Linked DNA regions of Sus scrofa: regions 2 and 3 are each linked to region 1. The links are chromatin contacts, called in public Hi-C and targeted proximity ligation maps. All regions are on one chromosome and are shown on one strand. The core of a region is the stretch at or near the end of the contact, and the rest is flanking DNA. Distances in the headings are between cores, read along the strand shown. Region 1 has its middle 17 kb from the start of WNT7B. Region 2 holds the start of GTSE1 (G2 and S phase-expressed protein 1). Region 3 overlaps FBLN1 (fibulin-1).

Region 1 (4,444 bases), core at 797-3,296:
GGGGAGACCTAGGCCCGACGGCCCCGGGGAGAGATGAGGAAAGGATTTGGGTCTAGGGTCCCCAGGGGCCTCAGAGGCCACTTACGGCCCCAGAATTGCCCTCTGGGCGGTTGGGGGTGGGGGCACAGAACGGGCCACAGCAGAGGCCAGCCCAGGCCAGGGGCTGGGTAGGCGTGGTGGGCGGGTCACCCTTGTGCTTTTCCATTCTCGCCTGGTGGACGGCGGAGTTTCCATTTGCCGCCGAGGGACCGGCTGCTGTGGCCGTGGGCGTGGGCCTCGGCCCTGCCCTCTGTGTCCTGGGAAACGCCCCGCAGGGGGCCTGCAGGTCACAGACCATGCCTGGCTTTGAGGACACCAAACTGCTGTCCACAGCGACCAGTAAGGTCACCCCATCGCCAGGGCCCCAGTCTCTCCTCTCCTGCTATTTTCCCTTCGGCTTTATTATTATGATTCCTTTAGCCTCCTGGTGGCCTGACGGGGTGTCTCACGCTTCACGTCTTTTGATGGCGAATATACACTGAGCTCTGCCTTTGAGGAGTTCAGCGTCGGGGGAGACAGCCCAGAGCCAACCTACACCCCCGGTGTCAAGGGCAGCCACAGAGGCAGCGGGTAGGGAGAAACTGGTACCTCCAGGAAGCTTCCAGAGGCATGAGGGCCAGGGTGAGCTGGCCAGCAGAGCAGGTGCGGGGTCTAACGTGCTCCAGAGTGGGGGGGCGCCCAGGCAGGGTGGCCCCCCCAGACACTCACACAGAGACACGTCCACACACACAAACTCAGACACTCAGAGACACACACGGAAACACACAAACACAGACACACAAACTCAGACACTCAGAGACACACTCACACGGAAACAAACACAGACATACTCAGACACACACACAAGCTCAGATACACACTCAGACATAGACACACAGAGACACACACTCGGACACACCCAGAGACACACACACACACACACCCACTCACTCTCTGAGGACTGGGGACTGTGCTGTGTCCCAGCTCACTCACTCAGCCGTCCTATGTAGCCACATCATGAGGCCGTCTAGGTACCAGCGTCCCCACTGAAAGTTTTGGAGCTACAGGAATAAGCAGAAACGTAGCACCTTTCCCTTGGCAAAAAAAACCCAAACATGAAGCCAAATCTGGCAGGAGACAAACGCCAGGGGAGCTGCACACACCGCCCCGTGCAGGTGGGAGGCAAAGTCTCAGAGCCAGAGAGTCCCGGGGGGCTTCCCGAGGCAGCGCCTCCCGCCAAGTGAGCCAGGACCCTGGGGAGCCGTGTGGCTGGGCCTGGGCGGGTGCTGAGGCCTGGGGACCGCAGGCAGGGGGCTGAGCCTGGGGGCCTGGGGGGTGGTCTGTGCACGGAGCTGGGCTCAGGAGGGGCAGCTCCGCTCTCTGAACCCTGAGTCTCTGGCTCTCGGCTCCTCCCATCGGCTCAGTGGCAGCCTCCTGGCCCGCAGGCCTCGTGGCTGGGCCGGGTCCTGTTGGGGAGCCAGGCCTGGGGTCCCAGAGGCGGGGGGCCATCAGTGGCTTTGACCTCCACCCATCACTGGCATGCCCTGCCCCCAGCTGCCAGGGCCCCGACCCCAGAGAGAGCAGAGGGGTCTGTGGGCTGGCCCCCAGGTATCCACCTGGAGAGCTGTCGCCTACGGCCCAGGCTAGGACACAGCGGGGCTCCTGCGGTGGCCCTGCCTTCCTGCAGGGGTTGGTTCCAGGGCTGGGAAACCACGGAGATGAGAGCATAGGGGTACGGCTTCACAGAGGCGCACAGACAGGGGGTCAGGGGCTGGGGGATGCGAGAGCAGAGCCCGGAGCAAGTGGGGTGGGGGGCTCTGGGGAGCTCGTCCACGGTCCCACTGGATCCAGCAGGGACCCCATCAGGCAGGTCCCAGCACAGGTTCAAGCCTGTTGGGGCGGGCGGACAGCAGGTGAACCCCCGACAGAGTAGCCGCCGTGGAAGGCCGCCGGCGCTGAGACCAGGAGGAAGCGGCCTTGCAGGGGCCTGGAAGCAAGCGGCCGGCAGAGGGCACAGCCAGTGCCAAGGCCCGGCAGTAGGCAGCCGCTGTGCAGGGCCGAGGGCAAGGGCGGCAGGAGAGGGCAGGCAGGAGGCTGAGATCCTCTGACGTCCCCCACCCCACCTCCCAGGCAGGGGCCAAGGGCCTCTTGTCATTTTAAGGCTGAAAGGAATCAGTCTGTTTCAGCTGGAGGCACCTCCTCTGGGAATCTGGCGCCTAAATCACAGCGGCTGGCGGCGGGTTCATTCCAGGACACGCTCTCTTCTGAGTTCCGGCTTCCTGTGTGGCTGAGATGGGGGGGGGGGGGTCTGGCCCGGGGCCACCCTTCCCCACGCCAGCGCATTGTCTGCCCCGCGGCCGGCCGGAAGCGGCTCCTGCCCAGGCGGGCGGGGCCTTGGGGACCGTGAACCCGGCTCCACAGCTGCGCAGAGGCCGCCCAGGCCCCCGCACACCCGCCTCCGCCTCCACCCACGGCTCACAGCCCTGGATGGTGGGATTGGGAGAGGGCAAGCCACCAGCCCCCAGCCCTGCCCCAGGGCCACCCCGATCCTAAAGCGAGGGGGCTGGAGCCCCCCAGGCTGGGGCCCCCTCCCTGTCCTTCTGGCCACTCAGCTGTCCCCATAATCACCTCTTCAACCAGCTGGGGAGTGACAACCCCACTGCCTGGTCCCCTCTCAGCCTGGACAGAGGGGAGAAAGCTAAGATCCCACCGACAAGTGAGATGACTCCAAGGTGGCCACAGCCCCCCCACCCCACCCTGGAGGAGAATGGTCCAGTTCTCAGGTACCCAGCCCTGGGCCCAAGGGACCTTGGACCTTAGACACCAAGCGCAGGGGCTGGTGGGTGGGCCAGTGCAGAGGTCAGACCTGGGAACGCGTAGTGTCCCCTGGTCCCCATGGCACGCACCCTGGGCTGCAGCTGCAAGGGCCGAGAGGCCCCCTCCTCCAGGCAGCCTCTCCTGATGCACCTCTTTCCCCCCAAGGCTCTCACAGCCCCCAGACTTTTTCCATCATCCTGCCTCTTGCCTAGACTGACTTCCTTGGGACAGAAGCCTGGGGTGCCTGCAGGGCACTGTCTCTGAAAAGAGGCGAAAGCTTAGCAGTGGGGGTGCGTGGGTACTTTTGCTATGCGCTTCCTGCCTTCTGCACTCAGAAGCCTGGGGACCAGGCCAAGAATCAGATCAGGAGGAGAAACAGAAGTGACACCGGCCGCCGCCCCTGTGCTGCGTGCTGGGTCTTCCATCCTGCAGCCTCTGATGATGCTCTGACCTCCAAGGCAACAAGCCCATGGGTGGAGGGGCAGCCTTGACACCGCCCATGAGAGGGGAGCCTTGACACCGCCATGAGATGAGGAGCAGGGATTTGGGCCCAAGCCAAGGGCGTGAGCATCCCAGGCCCTGCTGGCCTGTTTCCCAAGGACAGAATTCCATATCATTGAGGGGTGGGGACATCTAAAGGGCTGTGGGGCTGAGAAGCCCAAAGGAGGGAATCAGGGGTCACTTGCCCAGAAGGGATTGGGGGTACAACAAAGATGCCGCAGGACATGGCATTAAACGTGGAGGTGAAAGAAGGGAAGGCAAGGGCAGGGAGGAGTTTCCAAGTGGAGCCAGGGATGAGCTCGCAGCTTTCGTTCAAAGCTCCCCAGCAGCCAAGGCAAAAAGGGAAAGTGGAGATTTATACAAATAACTCCTCTATGCTTAGAGTCAGAGGGTGTCAGGTGTTTTTGTTTGTTTGTTTGTTTTTGTCTTTTTGCCTTTTCTTGGGCTGCTCCCTCGGCATATGGAGGTTCCCAGGCTAGGGGTCTAATCGGAGCTGTAGCCACCGGCCTACACCACAGCCACAGCAACGCGGGATCCGAGCCACGTCTGCGACCTACACCACAGCTCAAGGCAACGCCGGATCGTTAACCCACTGAGCAAGGGCAGGGACCGAACCCGCAACCTCATGGTTCCTAGAGGGATTCGTTAACCACTGCTCCACGACGGGAGCTCCAGGGTGTCAGGTCTTAATCCAGGACTCCCTCCTGGTGTCATGGGACTCAGGGTCTGTGTGACTTTCCTTCCATCCTATACACGTTCTGAGCAACCGCTTGGGCCAGACCTGGCCTAGGCTTTGGGGCTTCCGGGTGAAAGCCCAGGTCAGGCTGCTGGGGTGTGGTGGCCCCTGCCGGGCCCACAGCCTTGCTGGTCCGTGTACCTTGATGCACCTGACAATAGCCCAGTCCAGCACCCGTCACTCCCCCCACCGCACAAACAGGGAGGCGAAGGAGAGAGGCCCTCCCGCGTGCTCGGGCGGGGCTGAGTGTCTCTGGGATGCAGTCCCGCAGCTTCGGACGCTGATTTCAGCCCACAGCCCTGTGTGCTCGCTCTTCTCGGGCGACCCCCTGATCCTGTGAGCCCTGGGCTGTGGCCTCGTCGCCCCATCATC
Region 2 (3,859 bases), core at 290-2,789, 260 kb after region 1:
AATTGCAGTAGGATTTTTTTTTTCTTTTTTTTTTTGCTTTTTAGGGCCGCACCCGCAGCATATGGAGGTTCCCAGGCTAGGGGTCCAATCAGAGCCACGGCTGCCAGCCTATGCCACAGCCACAGCAATGCCAGATCCAAGCCGAATCTGCAATCTACACCACAGCTCACAGCAACACTGGATCCTTAACCCACTGAGCAAAGCCAGGGATCGAACCTGCAACCTCATGGTTCCTAGTTGGATTCGTTTCCACGGTGCCATGATGGGACCTCCCTCAGTAGGATCTTAAGAGAGGTGCTGTTTCACCTCAGGGGCTAGGGGCACATCCCAAGGGGGAGCCTGCCTTCCCATCCTGAGCTGTCCCCTCCTGCCAGTTCTCAGGACAGAGCCTGCCCACACCCCACCTGTCCTTCCTTCTCCTGGTTCCAAGCAAGATACGACTTGGCCAGGGTATCAGGAACCCTGGTCCCCTCCTCTGGGAAGGCCTCTGTCCCCCCAGTGCAGGCTGGTGCCCCACAGCCCTTGGCACCTGCCCTTGCTATTGCATCTTTCTCGCCGGCTGGACTGCTTGGGGTCAGGGACAGCATATGTGTCCCAGCCTCACCCAGCACAGAGCCTGCACTGACTATCTGTCAGGGACCCATGATGGATACGTGATCCCATGAACAAGTGCAGGAAAACATGAAGCATAATCCAACCAGGCAGGGAGAACTGAGTCTACAGTGGATGGAAAAGAGGAGGCCCAGAGGAGAGATGGATGAAGGTACAGCTCAGAGTTAGCAGCAGCAAGTTATTGATAATTGGGGTACTCACTGAGCACGTCCCACGTGCTGATATGATGCAGGGGGAGGAGCATCGGGAGTGGGTGTCTGGGGGCCTTCACCCCAGCAGATGCCCACAGGGTCGTAGGAATCCGACATCTAGGCTAACTGCCCTTGGGTCTAGTACCTTCTGGGTCCCTGCTGCAGTGGCCCTGTGGTCACGACCAGGCAGGCCTGGGCCTTGGGATCATGGATTGAGTCCAGGTTCTGGCAGGCAGGGAGAAGCCTGGAGTGAAGGCAGCCTGCCTGAAGCTGAGCAGGACCCCAGAGGGGCCAGCAGGGGACAATCTGACCTGGCACCCTCCTTCAAGCCCCTCTCTCTGTCTAGGCCCGAAGTCAGGACTCCTGTCAGGGCTCCTGGACGTCCCTACTCCTGGAGCCAATAAATACTCTTTCTAAAGCCAACTTGAAGCTGATTTTCTATTACTTGTAACCCGAGAGCTCTGGACCAAGACCTGCCGCTGGGATTTATACCTGGGTCTGTCTGGCCCCCTCTCTCTTCTCCAGTTAAGCAGGGTCCTGAGCAAAAGATGATGAAACTCAGAAGGGAGCCCATGGACAGAGGCCCAGGGAGAATCCAGGAGGACCCAGCACATCAGAATGCAGCGGGGTGGGGGGCGAGGCAAAGAGCAAGGCCCAGGACTGCAGGGGGAGCCCTTGGATAGACTGGTCAAGGATTCAGGACAAGACAAAGCGCGGATGAAGGCCATGTTCAGGGCCTAAACACGTTCTCCGGGTTCAAGGGCACAAACTGGGGTGTCTGGTCACCCGGTGTCACCTGGGCACTCTTCCGGGCAGGGAACCGGTCTCCTTGCTCTGTTAAGAACTTGGTAATGCTTTACAAAGCAGGTGGGAGCACCTATTTCGTTTGGTCTTCACATCAACACCCTACGATAGGAATTTGATTTTTATTTAAGGATGAAGATCTGGTCCTGATGCCTGGTCTTCTGGGACATACGGGGTGCAAGCTCTAAGAGACCTCGCCCCACGTCAGCTCCACCGCAAGCCTGGGACGAACCTCAGGCACGATCAGCGCGCCGATGCAGTGCGCATGCGTCCTGTGCCCGCCTCCCAGGGCTCTGACTACAACCCCCAGCATGCACCGGGCGCCGAGACCTTTCAAACTAGCCAATCCTCAGCCCGCGCCGCAGTTGCCGCGGCGCGTTTAAACCCGGGGCGGAGGCGCGTCGGCCGGGACCGCTCCGGGTGAGGGGGCGCGGGGGCGCGGGCGAGGCCCGGGGCGCAGGTCGGGGGACGTCGAGCGGGGGGCTCATGTGGCGGGGATCCCAGGCTCCCCTCGCGCGCTCCGTCGGGGCTGCAGCGAGTACGGAGCCGCCCCGGGGGCAAACCGCAGCCCCCAGCAGTCGGCCTGGGGGCTGGAATTCGGTCGTGCGGGTCCGGGGCGTTCAGGCCTGCCTCGGCCGGCGCCGCGCCGGAGCACCCGGCGTGGAGGCGCGCGGGCGCTGGGGTGCGTCCCGGAGGGTCTCGGGCTGCGCCTGAGGTGGCCTCTGCCGCCCCCGCTCCCTGGCCCGCCGCGGCCGCCAGCTCAGCTCCCTCCGCGCGGCCCGTGCTGCTCGTGCTGCAGGGCTTCTCTGGGGCTGGAGGAAGCCGGGGCTCGGCTCTGCCACCCGCTCACCCTCTGGCCCGCTCGTCCCGCAGTGACTTCTGACAGCTCTCGCCGCGGCGGGAGGAGCCGGCAGCGACGCGCCTTCGGCCAGCCAGGCCCAGCGGCGGCGATGGAGGTTCCCGAGGACGGTACGTTTTGTGACTGCAGCGCTGTTGTTCGGGGAGCTCGGGGGAGATGCAGGTCGGTTTAACGCTCTTGGGACAACTTACTCGTTTATTCATTCAGTGCTCGTCCTGTGCTCTGCACCCCTGCGATTCCTGCTCCCTGCCTTCAAGGAGTTTGCATCCGTCTACTTTTTTTTTTTTTTGGCCCTGCCCGTAGCATGTGGAAGTTCCTGGCTCAGGGCTCCAGACCCCAGCCGCAGGAGTGACAATGAGGGATCCTTAACCCCTAGGCCACAAGGGAAATCCCGTCCAACGTCTTTATTTTCCGGTTTTCTACATTCCCTTTGCTCCCAGTTTCAGCTTCATAGCCGAGATTCTTTGCGATTTTATTCACCGCAGGATCCTCAGTGCCTGGCCCGTGGTGGGTCCTCAGCTGTATTTGTGGACTTGAATTTGATGTTGCCTTTTCGCGCTCCTGCTGGTTCCCTTTTCGAAGACTTGCTTAGGATCGCCGTCGCTGCCTTAGGGAGAGAGCCTGGCCTGTGGCTCTGCTGTCTTGTTCTGTCCCTGTCTGATTTGAGTGTGGCGGTCAGAGCACAGCCTCACCAAAGGAGTTAAGGACCGTACCCTCTTTCTCTGCTGAAGGGCGGGGACATCCTTCTAGCCTTTGTTCTTCGCAGCATTCCCCCCCCCCCCCCCGGCGTGTAGACTGGGTATCCCAGCATCCTTAATGCCTCCATTTTGCAGAAACCCCCCCAGAGGCCGCCAGCCATCGGCGCTGCTTCATCAGATCTAGAACGGTCTTTGCTGCCACATCCCTCTCCTTCCGCTGCCCTCTCTGGCCCCTCCGCCTGGCATGCTGAATCCCCTTGGGGACCCCAGCCTCTCTCACCCTCCCTTTGCATCCTGACTTTTTTGCCTGTCCATCAGCGCAGGCCCATCCCTGACACATGGATGGGTCCTGTTATCTGACTTGTCCCCGTAGTCTCTGCTCCCTCTCCACTGCTCTGTGCCTCATTCAGAGCCAGGCTTCAAGAAGGTTCTCTGTTTCCCCGTGTTTTCCCATCCTCAGCCCCCACAGCTTCCTCCGCCCCCGTCCTCTGGGAAAGCTGCCTTGTCAGTGCCTGAGGACAGCCGGCTTGTCATTTTTCAACGTCTCATTACCTCTTGACCTTCTCGCCTTCTGGAAGCGTCCCTTGCTTGCCTTCTGAGGCGTCTTGCTTTTCCTCCGGCCTCCCTGGCTGGTGTATCCATCACTGTGCCCTTCTCCGGCTCTCCCAGCTTCTGAAGCTGATTCCGCAGGACCT
Region 3 (3,950 bases), core at 1,370-3,869, 340 kb before region 1:
GTCAAAATGTGCCGTGTCGCTTGTTCCTCGGAGAGGTGGTGGTGGTCCCATTTTCAGGTGAGGAGACGGAGGCCCCGAGGGGGAACCAGGCTCACGGGACATGGCGGAGGCGTGCGCGCGCTGTGGGGTTTCTGCCACCGTGACCTTCCTGTGTGACCTTGGGTAGACCGAGTCCTCCTCCTCAGGTCTTCCCAGGCCTGGCATTTCTCTGCAGCCCTGGCAGTGAACCCGTCCATAGAGTCGGTGCATAATGAATGTTCAGTCGCAGGCTGGTTGGTGCTTCTGGCTCTGAGGATCCCGTGCTGGAAGAACCTCTGTGGGGCCCTGGCTGGGGGCCAAGGGAATTGAAGCTTGGGGGTTTCATGCTGTGGCCCCACCAGCAGGAAGCCCCCTCTGTCCTGAATTGGCTCATTCGTAGCATCTCCTAGGGAGGAAGGGAGAAAAAGTGACAGTTCTCACCACACCTCAGCGTGTCCCCTCCGTCTGAGATCCCACAGTGACCCCTTCGCTCCTGGAAGGGGTCTCAGTGCCTCGGGCCATCTGGCCGCTGGCCCCCCCGCCCCCCTGAATTCTCGCCCACCTGGGAAACAGCAGAAACCCTCCACGTGAGCCCCTCCCCGCTGTCTGTTCCCGGCCACCTCGTCCTTCAAAGTCCAGCGCCAGGAGTTCCTGCTGTGGCTCGGTGGGTTAAGAACCCAACTAGTATCCATGAGGACATGTGTTCCATCCCCGGCCTCTCTCAGTGGGTTAAGGACCCGGTGTTGTAGTGAGCCGTGGTGTAGGCTGCAGACGCAGCTCAGATCCTGCATTGCCATGTCAGCAGTGTAGGCCGGCAGCTGCAGCTCCAGTTCAACCCCTAGCCTGGGAACCTCTATATGCTGTGGGCGCTGCCCTAAAAACCAAGAAACAAACAAACAAAACACCCCAAACCAAGCAAACAAGGAAAACCCCAAACAGTCCAAAGTCAGCTCCAGGTCAAGTCCTTGGTGAAGCATCCCCAGGCCCTGCGCCAGGTCTGGGGGCGACGGGGGGGCGCTTCCCTTGGCCGTACCAAAGCACCTCTGCTGTCGTCTGTGTCTGTCTGCCTTCCCTGGGGGCCAGGGCCTCGGGAGGACCCAGCGCCGCTCACTGTCTGTAACCCCAGCGCGCACGCAGCTCCGCGGAGGGCTCGGGGCGCCCAGGCTGCCCTGCGGAGATCAGCCGCGATCCAGCCTCTTAATCCCTCAGCCCCATGGCCTCTGGGGGGTGGGGAGCGCGGCTCGGAGCCTGGAGAGCCGTTTCGGGTCTTCCGTCCTCAATCAGGCCAGGCTGCCCACACCCGTGCCCATCCTGCCCTCCCGTGGTCTCGGCTCATCTTGGGGGGCCTTCGAGGGGTTCGGCGGGGCTGGAGCAGGGGCAGTGCTGAGAAATCAGCCTGGACGGGGGGCAGGGCCTCATCAAGGTGTGCCTCACCTCCTGGGCGAGAAAAGTTCCAGGCGGCACCACTAGGTGACCCCCAGGGGACTTGCTTCTAGGGGGCTGGCTCCGGCCAGGGTGGGAGGGGGGCCTGGGGTGAGGACGAAGGTGTTGGGAGCGTTCAGGTGGAAAGACAGGCCGGAACTGAGGCAGGTGGGGTTGCGGGTGGAGCAGTGGAGTGAGTCAGCCTTGGCAGGGGTGGAGCAGGAGGCTGGTTGCCCGTGGCCTTGGACTCCAAGCACCGGACTGGGGGCCTGGGAGAAGGGCAGTAGGTTTGGGGGACGAGGATGGGGGGTCCAGTTGCCCATCTGGGGGCATCTGGAGAGATGTGAGTGGCTAGGGAGGTGGGGGCAGGGGGTGGGACCCCAGCAGGTGGGTGAGTGCGCCCGTCGGGGCAGGAGGACACACAGGAAGAGGAAAGGATTTCTCACCCTTCCTGTCACATTGTCAGCCACCTTGGCAAAAGCAGGTGCATCAGAGGGCAGCCCCCTCCCAGACAACCGCCCAGGCCTCTCTTCCCCTGGCCAGCCTGGCGGAAGGGGCAGTGGCCAGAATCTGGGTCAGGGAGATGCTGTGCTGCTTGCTGGTCCCTGACCTGGAGAACTCAGCTCCCCGCCACAGCCTCCTTTGCCCCTCCAGGGACCTGGGGGACGAGGCCCCGTGGCGGGGGGCTGAGACGAGGGGGAAGGAGACAGCAGTGGGCCTGGGACTGACGAGGCGCTGTGGGCATGTCATTATCGCGTGAGGGAGGCGTGGGAAAGGCCTGTGCAGAGCTGACGTTTCTTTCCACGTTCCTCCCCAAGGGAGAGGTGGCACCGGGGTGATGCTTAGGTACCGGCAGCTGTCCCGTTCACACTGTCTGGTGTGGCTCAGGGGGCACCCGCGGGGGAGCGCATGTGTCGTAATGAAGAAATCAGGCTGCGTTCTGCCGGGTTCTGCACTTGGTATTTGAAGTAGTCCAGACACCTGCCCCCTTTCCCTCGAGCTCCTGCCTGGTGTTTTTTCAGGGCAAGAGGAGAAGAAGGGCTTTCAGAAATCCCTTTCCTTCACCGCCAGTTACTGAGGTGATGAGCCTGCGCTTCCCTTCTGCTGTTGTGGTCCCCTCGATGACTCAGCCACGGGCAGTACGTTCTGGGAGTTTCCCCAGACACGTCACACTGGGATGGAGAGGGCTGGGCTCAGGGTCAGTCCCCTCCGGGTGGAAGCCACGCCCAGCCCAGGAGCTGCAGGGACTGGGACATGCTGCCTCCGGAGCCTCGTTCTGCTCCACAGTGAAAGGCAGGCACTCACCTTCCCTCCAGAGGAGGCCGGGCAGACGGAGGGCGCAGTGGGCACATGGGGCCCATTAAGTTCCATGCTCTACCCAGCTGTGGACTCTTCCCAGCCCATCAGTAACACCAGGACTTTGCTTGAGAAGCACGGGCAGCCTTTCTCTGTATTCTTGGTGGTTCCTCTTTGCCTTTGGTCTATGCCAATTTTTTTTTTTTTTTTGGCCACACCCACGGCATATGGAAGTTCCTGGCCCAGAGATTGAATCTGAGCCACAGCTGCAGCAAAGCTGGATTCTCTAACCCACTGCGCCAGGCCAGGGATCCTACTGGGGTCTCCACAGCGACCTGAGCCACCGCAGTCAGATTCTTAACCCACTGCGCCTCGGCGGTAACTCCTGGTCTGTGCTTATAATCTAGCCTGCAGAGCTCACTACTCTAGCAAGGAAAATTGAGTGGGATCCGGGTGATGCTTTGCTGCTTTCCACCACATTAGTGTCTGGCGAGACCTCGTGGGCCTCCTCTGAGCTCCCAGGTTCTCTGTTCCAGCACCTTATCCCCACAGGCCCACACGTGACCCCGCCTCTCGCGCCTGGCTCTGTGTGGGGGCCGCCAGGGCCAGACAGTGCGGCCTGGCTCTCATGGGTCCCCCTTCTCCTCCCACGTGGTCAGCACCTGGACGCCCCATGACCTTTGGCTGTTGTCCATCCCTTCCCAGCGCCTGCATTTCTGGGTGATAATTTTCAGCTTTATACCTTGCGCTTCATGCTTTGAGCTTTAGTTCATTCGTTCACTCAGCAACTGTTGCTTGAGCGCCTTCTGTGTGTCAGGTACACAGTAGGACCGAGGACCTGCTATGGCCCAAGAACCAGAGACACAAGAGGGACCAGGAAAGACAGTGCCGTTGGCCTCTGGCCGCACATGGCCGTGGGAAGACTGCGATGACCAGGAAGACAAATGACCTGTAGCTTTCTCACCCACCCCTGGCTTTTCTAACTCGCTTAATCTCTGCCTTTGGAAGAGCACGGTTAATTTCCCCGGGCATGAGGCGGTGTGCCGTCTCTGGATCATCTTTTTGTTACGCTGCTCCTTGACAACGCTGCTCACGCCATGACACCTGGTCATTTAGAATCACGGGATCGCGACGTCCGTCGGAGGCTGAACGTCAGAAGGACGGTGATGTGCACAAGGTCGCACGGCTGGTCGGTGAGGAGCCAGCAGAGGAGC

The links. A called contact is a pair of places that touch in the nucleus more often than the background predicts.
Region 2: a contact with region 1 is called in a Hi-C map of brain, with 12 times the contacts expected there. A contact is called at or near these places in 15 of 47 Hi-C or Micro-C datasets (brain, embryonic fibroblasts, epiblast stem cells and 10 more) and 1 of 2 datasets of targeted methods (skeletal muscle).
Region 3: a targeted proximity ligation map of alveolar macrophages shows a contact between it and region 1. A contact is called at or near these places in 1 of 47 Hi-C or Micro-C datasets (alveolar macrophages) and 1 of 2 datasets of targeted methods (alveolar macrophages).

What each region holds. Positions count from the first base shown.
Region 1 is chr5:3,502,118-3,506,561 of Sscrofa11.1, reverse strand. No RefSeq gene overlaps it. Among named protein-coding and RNA genes, the nearest start is that of WNT7B, 17 kb to the left of the region's middle.
Region 2 is chr5:3,244,359-3,248,217 of Sscrofa11.1, reverse strand. It overlaps GTSE1 (G2 and S phase-expressed protein 1), which reads left to right and starts at 1,539. Exons shown (of 12, transcript XM_021091376.1): 1 at 1,539-2,027; 2 at 2,481-2,576. The coding sequence starts at 2,558.
Region 3 is chr5:3,846,885-3,850,834 of Sscrofa11.1, reverse strand. All of the region lies in intron 16 of FBLN1 (fibulin-1), which reads left to right. Among named protein-coding and RNA genes, the nearest start is that of ATXN10, 51 kb to the right of the region's middle.